Linked DNA regions of Capra hircus: region 2 is linked to region 1. The links are chromatin contacts, called in public Hi-C maps. All regions are on one chromosome and are shown on one strand. The core of a region is the stretch at or near the end of the contact, and the rest is flanking DNA. Distances in the headings are between cores, read along the strand shown. Region 1 holds the start of LBR (lamin-B receptor). Region 2 has its middle 39 kb from the start of LBR.

Region 1 (4,119 bases), core at 177-2,676:
TCACTTTCCCAAATCAGTCTAAACATGGCAAAGAAAGGGAAGAGCAAATGAAGCCTCACAGCTTCCCTCTTCAACACCTGCACCCACGGCTGGCCTACCGGGCAAAACTCAAACAGGAACCCCTGGCCTAGCTCCTGCCCCTGCCGCAGGGTGCAGTACAAACTGCCATCTTCCTGGCTGCACAGGCAGAATGGCCCCCCTATCGTCCTAAGCAAAATAAATAACCGAAGGAGCAATAATTTCCCTCGTACTCACTCTTTCCCCTCCTCTCTAGACAGCTCTCAGAAACCAAACTTAAATTGGACTTGGTGCTCGATCTAAATTAGTGCACACACACCCATCCTTTTCTCCATGGCAGTTACCACGGTGTCTTTACAGAGGTGCACGTGTTTATTTGCAAGGTCGCTGAGGGCTGGGACCAGAAGCATGGGTCTAGCTGGGGTCCGGCAGGGTGCAGGCTCCTCCACACATCAGGCGAGCAAGTTCACTTGCTCCAGGTTGAACCCTTGAATCGTCCACGCGCTGTCCAATGTATCTACTGGCTCATTCTGAGTATCAACAGCCTGATTCCCGATCAGACCGCGTAATTATTTTGGTGAACAGCCTGGAACCAGGCCCTTTGCAGTCAAGCACTTATTTTTTTTAAGCCTTAAAAAGCTATATTAAAAAGAAGGGTGGAAAAAAAGATAGAGCTTTAGCAGGAGCACGCAAACCTGCCCGTTTTTTGAGTGCGGAGAAACACCGGGCGGGGGAATCCAATGCATGCAGCCAGCTTTGGAAGTCGCCAGAGACGGCCACGACCCTCCAGGGCAGTGACAACCACCGACAATTAAAGTCAACTTGCCAACCCCACTTCCCCGTCCGCCAGGCTGCCGCGCCTGTTCTGCCTACCCAAGAGCTGGGCCCGCCAAGCCACCAGCCTAATCTGTCAAAAAGGCGCTAGGAGCAGTCTTGGGAGGGCCGATGCTGCAGGGCGGGGACAAAGGCACTGGGGTGGATCACCCACCCACACATCCTCCCCAGACAACATCATTTTACTCCGACGCGGCGCGTCCAAAATGGAGGGAAACGTCGGCAATTTAAAACCATAGCTTCATTTCCGCAGCTGGCCGGGCCGGGCGCACTTCAAGCCTCGCCAGCAGCCGCCCGGACCGACCCGGAGGAGGGGAGGGCGAAGCCGCCGCTCCACGCCAGGCGCCCCGGGACCCCTGCCCATCCGCCGAACCCTCCCAGCGGGCCTCCCCCAGATCCCTTGGAGACCGCGCTGCGGGGAGCGGGGCGGGGTTTCGGGAGCTCACCTGCTCGGTGATCCTGCGGGAACACGAACGGCTTCGGGAGAGTCGCGGAGCAGCAACCCGGCGGCGGTTCCGCGCGCGCGACACTGCCCGCTTTCGCGCTCTCGCGCTCCGCGGTCCCGCGACCCGGGCGCGCGCCTCCCCGACCCCGCCTTCTCCTCGCCCCGCCCCTCTGGTCAGCCTTCCCAGGGTTCCTATTGGCTTCTCGGCCTTTTGAATCATGCCCAGAGCTGTCGATTCGTCACGAGACGTGGCGCGTCCGCCCCGCCCCGCCCCACCCAGCAGCCTGACCAGTACTGCGGGTGGCAGATTTCGGAGTATTAGATCCTGGCTCAGCCCGAGAAGGCTGTGTTTCCCCCGGCCTTATCTCAGCCGCCAGACCCACGGACTGCTCGCTCTCCCCACCCTTTCCCTCCCAGCATTCGCGCCGCAGTTGCCTGGCGATACACAGCAGGGAAATTGGTGTGTGAAGTAGTTTGGCAAAAGAGATCGTAAAAAGCTGTAAAGAAAATAAATTTGCATAACGATCACTAAAGATCAACTTTCGGAGGCCGAAAGTACTTCTTGCTGAAACACTATTAGTGCTCTCCTTACTGTGTTAAAAAAAAAAAAAAAAAAAAACCTCTGGAAATCTTGCGGACAAGCAGTGGCTCCGAAGGCAATCTGGGACTCCTTTGTCTTGGCAATGGCTGCATCTCGGTAGAAACTGACCTGGACGGTAGCTTGGGGACAGTGGGGGCAGTGGGGCCATTGGGTGGTTGTGGGGGTTGGTAAAAAAAATGTCCACAGGTTCCCTACAGCTCACATCGTTTCTAGGACTGCTGATGTAAGGAGGAGAATCAACATTACGGGGAGGTCCTGCAGAGATATCAGTAAAAGATACTCACCAACGTGTGGTGTCGCACAGAAAATTCTGTCCGTGTACGCTGAGATACCACTTGCCCTGCACACCCGCAAGTCTTGTTTTACTTGGCCTCCGAATGCTGAATCATTACACTGTTGACGACGAATCTGTTATGGATCCTCAACCTTTTTTTTTTTTTCTCTCCAAGTTATCATTATTGGTTAGTTGGTTTCCTTCCTCTGAGGTCAAGAGTTTAAAGCAGTCCACTGAGGTTCCCCATTTTGCAGTGTGGTTTTAATCAAAGTATTTTTTTAACCCAACTACTAGGTTAATCTATGTAAATTTAAGCAAATTTCTATTTTGGAAGCACTGTGCATTAAATTATAAGTGGACTTTACCATTTATAGCCCAGCTTCCGGTGCAAGACTGCTCATTTTCTCAGTTACAACTACAAAACACCCAGGTTTACAACTACAAAAAAGTAAAAAACAAATAACATATTGAACTTTCTCTGTCTTCCACATCCAGTGTTGAATGAGTGGTGAATTTCCCAGTTTAGTTCTCAGACATTTGTCATCCACCGTTAGCCAGCTGTGGATTTTCAGAATATATAAAGTCACTTGAAGAGCCGTATCTTGGCACTGGTATTTCCCGGCAGTTTAGTGGTAGACTCCAAGCTCCCTATGCAAGGGGCATGGATTCGATCCCTGATCCGGAAACTAACTTCCCAAATGAAAGGCTCAACCAAGAAAAAAAATAGATTAAAGCATAACGGGTAGCTAAGAGGCACAGTCCCTGTTCCCACTGAGTAGTGGAGAAGAAAAGCCAATCAGCACTGTCACTAAGGCAGCCAAAAGACATACATGGGGCCAGGAAGGCTTAGATGTGAAATGCAAGAAATGTGATGTCTTCTAATGTGCCCATTATTTGGCTCTGCTTCCCAGAGGGTCTGGGGTATCAGGTCTGACACATGTCTTTCAGGATATAGGTCTAGGTACAATTTCCCATGGCATGAAGAAGTACAGCTGGACTCATTTGGTACTGTTCATAACAAACTCTTATGCACGGTGAGCTGCAAAAAGCCTTTCATAAAAGAATCCCAAGAGCTGTCTCATAAAAACACATTTTTACCTAGGTTGTTTGACGTGATTGGCTTGTATTCACATAGCTATGGAGTTCGTGATTACCGTGATGAAATAATTAGGTTGGTCTTGACACAATTTTTTCTTTCATTTTTATTTGAAGAACTTACATTTATGTGTATTTGCAACACTTACTTAGCCCCCACTTTTTTAAATATTTAACTATCAGAGGCCAGAAGGAGAGACTTTCAGTACATGGACCCAAGTATACTGCTATCCTCAGCTTCAGTGGAAGAATTTAAAAGAGGTAAGGCTAGTAAGAAAGCAAAGAAGAGGCAGGAGTTGGTATAATAATCATAGTAACTAGTTTTATTTATTAAGTTCTGTCCTCTGCCTCCTGCTGCTCTAAGGACTTTTTGTATCTTCATTTATTTACTTCACTTGATCCTCAAGACATCACTGAGCCCTGTGAGTCAGTGTGAATTTCAGTTCTAACACTCACTTTCAGTCCTCTCCCAGCCAGTTCTCAAAGGCTTGATTTCCTCATCTGTAAAATGGGGATGATAAGTGTACCTGTTCTACAAGGTGATTGTAAGGATTAAATCCAATTATATTAAGTTGGTGCAAAAGTAATTGTGGTTTTGCATTGTTGAACTTTGCTGTTTGATATTGGAAGACATTCTTAAATGTGGTTATGTTATACATCATTTTAATCCACAATTCTCGCTTTATGCTTCTTTGCTAATGACATTACTTGCTATTTATTTATGTTTATTTTAGGCTAGGGAAATAATGTTAGACAAAAAGCAAACTCAAGCGATTTTCTTGTTTGAATTCAAAATAGGTTGTAAAGCAGCGGAGAAAACTCTCAACATCAACAACACATTTGGCTCAGGAA
Region 2 (4,393 bases), core at 198-2,697, 38 kb after region 1:
GCTTCAGGGGCTGCCCAGGCCCAAGAAAAATCCACTTGGGCTGCCTAAGGCCTGGCAGGGCCGGAGCCCAGGCCTCGGTCTCCTCCAGTGGGAAGGCCAGACTGCCCAGGGGACATGGCATGCGCCCTGGACGAGTCCACAGAGCCCCCCAGGCTCAAGATCAGGGTGGGGGGATCCCAGTGTGTGCCTGTGACCACCCAGGAAGAGCCTGTGGGGACATCTGGGAGCCCCTGGAGGCAGGGGGCAGTGCTCAGGGAACTGTGGCCTAAGCCCCTTCTCCTGTTCCTGTTCCCCTGAAAGCCTTTTGATTCCTGATGAGCCCATGGGGTTGGTGGCGGAGGAGGGGGTCCTCAGAAATCAAAAATGAACAATCCCCCTCAAGGAGATACAAGCTCCAGGTCAGATTAGTTTAGGGGAATGATGTTGGTTGTTTCTTTTCCATTCCAGTGTTAAGGATACAAGAGTAACAGATCCTAACTTTTACCCCAAAAGGCAATTTATTAGAAAGAGGATCAGGAAACAGAGGGAAACTAAAGGTGGAGGTGCAGCGCCGTGTCTGGGCCCCGGATGCCAACAAAAATCAGCAGTGCCCCGGGGCGGCCCTCTGCTTCTTTGCCCCCAGGTGTGCAGCATGACCGGAACTAACTCCTGTGGAGCAGTTACTGTGTGCCAGGCACTTAACAGAATGGAGACCTTAATATGTGTAGTTAAGTCCGCAACACAACCCCCTAAAGTAGGTATTGATAGTATCAATCTCATTTAGCCAGTTTCACATCCAAGTACAGAGAAGCTGAGTCACTTGCTGAAGGTCACACAGCCAAAGCCATATCCTCTCCACCGCTCTACTGTGCCGCCTCCAAAGAAACAAGGGTCACCATGAACTGCATGAACCCCCCAGATGTGTCTTCTACCCTTAGCTACCCCTCTCACAATAACTTGACAAGTCACCAGGGAAGGCAGGCAGGAAGACGGCAGATGGGTTGCTGTTATGCACCTGTGTGTATCACAGTTTACACACTTTGCACGTGTCCTCATCTCAACCTCACAATTCCCGGAGGAAACAGAACCCAGCAACGAAGTAACCCGCCTGGAGCCACTGCAGCTGAGGAGGTCTAGGGCCATCTGGGGCCTAGAGGAGGGGTGTGTTTCTCGCTCTCCCCATCCTTGGCAACCGCAGGGGGTGCTCCTGGCCCGTGTGGGTGCAGCAAAGACTGTCCCTGTTTGCATCTTCCTGGGGGGCATCGGGCGCCAGATAAGCACCATCGATGTGCACGGCCTTTGGGATAGATCGATCCGAGTGCTGTGTTCGGGTTCTCCAGGTCTTCAGGTCCTGGCGCTATGGGTTTGGGGCAAGAGTGAGGCCTGCTTCAGAAACTTGCAGGCACCTGCAGGGCCGACCTGCGGGAGCCGCCCTCTCTGTGGCTGGAGCAGCTGAGCTCATTTCCTGTCTCAGTTCTGCTCTGGCCTGGGGAGGCGGGGAGGCGGGGGAGGGGGCAGGCGGGGGCGGGGGGCGGCCCTGGCGCGTGCTTCCGCAGAGGATGGGTGTGCCCGGGGCGGGGCGGGATTGCGCGAGCAGGAGGTGCTGGAGGGGAGGGGACATTGCTGGGGCAGTTCTGACCCTTTCACTTCCTTTCGTGGAGGCGGTGGGTGGATGGAGGTCTGGACAGACGGGCTAGTGGGGCTCTCAGAGGCGCTGGGGGCTGAGGTCCGGGTTGCCCAGGAAGAGTCAGAGGCCTGCGATTGACCGCCCAGCTTGGAGAAGTGTAAGGAGCTTTCTGGGGCCCTTGCTCTGGGGAAGGGACATTGTTCTTTGGCATGTTCTTTCAAACCAGAAAAAAGGAAGGTGAGCCCTAGCCAGAGACTCCACTTAGACCTGCAAGCATGTCCCAAGGGGTCAGGGAACTGAGAGCTGCCAGGTAGAGACCACCTCCCGCCTGACATGGTCAAGCTGGCGTAATGTGAAGGAAAAAAGAGGAATGGGTTTTTCTTTCCTGAGAACAGTGAGCAGGCCTGATCACTCCTAGGTTCACTTTCACTGTTACTAGTCTGTTGTCTATGACTGAGTTTGCTTTTCTGCCTCTTAGCTCTGCATAAGCTTCATTCTGCATCTGTTGTCCTTTGACTCTATGCTAATTACATCCTGTATCTGTTCTCACCTTTACAGCACTCTCTTCCTCGCTGTTTTTTGTTTTTTTTTTTTTCCTCTCTTTTTGCGTTATACAAAGAAAGCCCAGTACAATTCACAAAAGACAATGGACCCGACTACCGGGCTACCTGATGCCAGCCTCGACTGTTTTTGAAACAATACAAGAATTATACAAACTCCTTATAACTTTGTTCCTCATCACCAACCCAGAACTTGGAACCGTCATCTATATAATCCCCTAGACTCCCCCTGGGAGAGGGGCACAATTCTTGAGGCATGATCCTGCTGCATCTTCCCTCCGCCAGCAGAAGATTAAAACCACCTTTCTATTTCCTCCAAATTCTGTCTCCATGTTTTTTATCTGGCTTCGGTGGGTAGAGAATGCCAAGATTTTGGCGACATCAAAGTTGGATGTCCCATCGAGGGGGCCCAGCTGAAAAGCGACGGTTGCAGGGTGAGAGAGAGAGAGAGAGTGTGTGTGTGTGTGTGTCTTGCAGGGGGTATGTCTCCAAAATCACACACCTGTGCTCCCTGTGGTCTTTCCAGAAACACACAGGAACTGTGAAGAGCCACTCACTCCCCTTCATCTCGGCAGGCGAGGTCTTCAGAGATCCCTGGCACCCATACCCCGCCAGAAACAGGAGGGGTTTGTGTGAGATGATCCCTAAAGGGCTCCCACCTCTGACCCCCAAGACCATGAGATGAACCCCTGGACTGTGTGCAGAAAATGCAAGGAGGAGGAGGGAGCAAGCCAGATTCCAGGAGGGCTTGTTTAGGAGTGAGCCCTGGGTCTGCCCACAACTTCTAATTAGAGGCAGGGTACCGGATCCGCATTTTCATCAGCTCACACTAAAATCTGAAACATACCACACTGACCCTTAGGAGATTCCAATAAGCCATGCCTTCCCATCTTCTGCTTCCCCTGGTCCCCCAGGTCTGTCCTGCTGTCTCTTGGTTTCATTCCGTCTCTGCCCAGATGTCCCTCAGAGAGGTCTTTCCTGGCCTCTTGATCTAACAGGTAAGTCATCGTGCAGTGTAGGTGTGTTCCATGCAATGTGTGGGAAGTACTTGTACTTAAAAAAAAATCAATTGTTGTGAACCTAAGACTGAAATTGAACTGGGCATCCTGTATTTTTATTGCTAAATCTGGCAGTCCCAAGGCACGGGGACTCTGTGTCCCCAACCCCCTGACAGTGGGGCCGTTCGCTAGTTGGAGTTGCCAGGAGCAGCCACCACCCCTGCCCCTTCCCCTGAAAAGAAGGCACGTCCTCTTCCTTGGCATCCTGCTTGGGAATTTCTGTGCTAGAAACAAAACCTAAAGGCTTTCTCCTGAATGAATTATCTTCCTTTGGGCTTCCCAGGTGGTGGGAAAGCTTTTTATACTCTTGGTTGTACATAGAGGTCAATGGATAATACAAAATTATGCACCATCAGCAGCCCTGACTCTTATCAAGACCAGGCTTTCTCTCTGCATACCTAGCTGTATACACAAGTCTTAGGTGATTTACATCATCTTCTGGCCAGAAGGCCAATTAACATTTTACGGCCCTTTTCTGATAAGGGTCTGTCAACCAGAAAACTTATTTGCCTTAATGTGTTGTTCTTCCCAAAGTCTGGTACCACTCAGAAAGCACTAAATAAAGTTACATTCTTACATAGCAAGGACACAACAATTTATAACAAAGAAAGAGCAGTACAGTGATTTATAACAAAGAGAAAATTAACTCAAAAGTCTAGTGTTGCTAACATCAAAAACTACTATATTCCTTTTTCTATATCCCAATTTGCCGGGGTCCAGCACCAGTGGATCCAGGGTGATTCGAAGGTGGGGATGGAGTCAGCGTCCTGGAAAAAACTTATTTAATTACAGATATAGAGGGAGATTAGAAACAGATAGTGTAGTAGGAGAATTAGTGGAGAAAAGAGGCTGAATAACTGGTTTACATGGAATACCAATCACCACCTACGTAGGCCACAGGCGTCTTTCTATACTCCCGAAGGACAGGAGGCACTGAGGCCTCCCTGGTCCAATCTCAGAAACCCAGGCAGAATTAGCAGGCTTGGTGAGTACCCACATTTCAGATGGGAATTCAGCCAGGAAAACGGGGAGCGAGAAACGACACGGGGGAATCAGTCTTTCCAGAAACTGATCCGATTTCTTTATTTTTCAGGTTTGTTTATATACCTTTTTGTTATACATAGGGATGAATAGAGAGTCACGCGGGGGTCAGCAGACCTGACCCTTGT

Evidence for each region. A called contact is a pair of places that touch in the nucleus more often than the background predicts.
Region 2: a Hi-C map of blood shows a contact between it and region 1, with 2.3 times the contacts expected there. The contact joins the enhancer-like site here to the promoter of LBR in region 1. A contact is called at or near these places in 2 of 5 Hi-C or Micro-C datasets (both in blood).

Annotation. Positions count from the first base shown.
Region 1 is chr16:27,027,955-27,032,073 of ARS1.2, forward strand. LBR (lamin-B receptor) reads right to left here and starts at 1,427. Exons shown (of 14, transcript XM_018060210.1): 1 at 1,299-1,427.
Region 2 is chr16:27,066,259-27,070,651 of ARS1.2, forward strand. No RefSeq gene overlaps it. Among named protein-coding and RNA genes, the nearest start is that of LBR, 39 kb to the left of the region's middle. Within about 2 kb of position 1,448, at least 5 of the 5 cell types and tissues checked have an H3K27ac peak or open chromatin away from gene starts, as enhancers often do.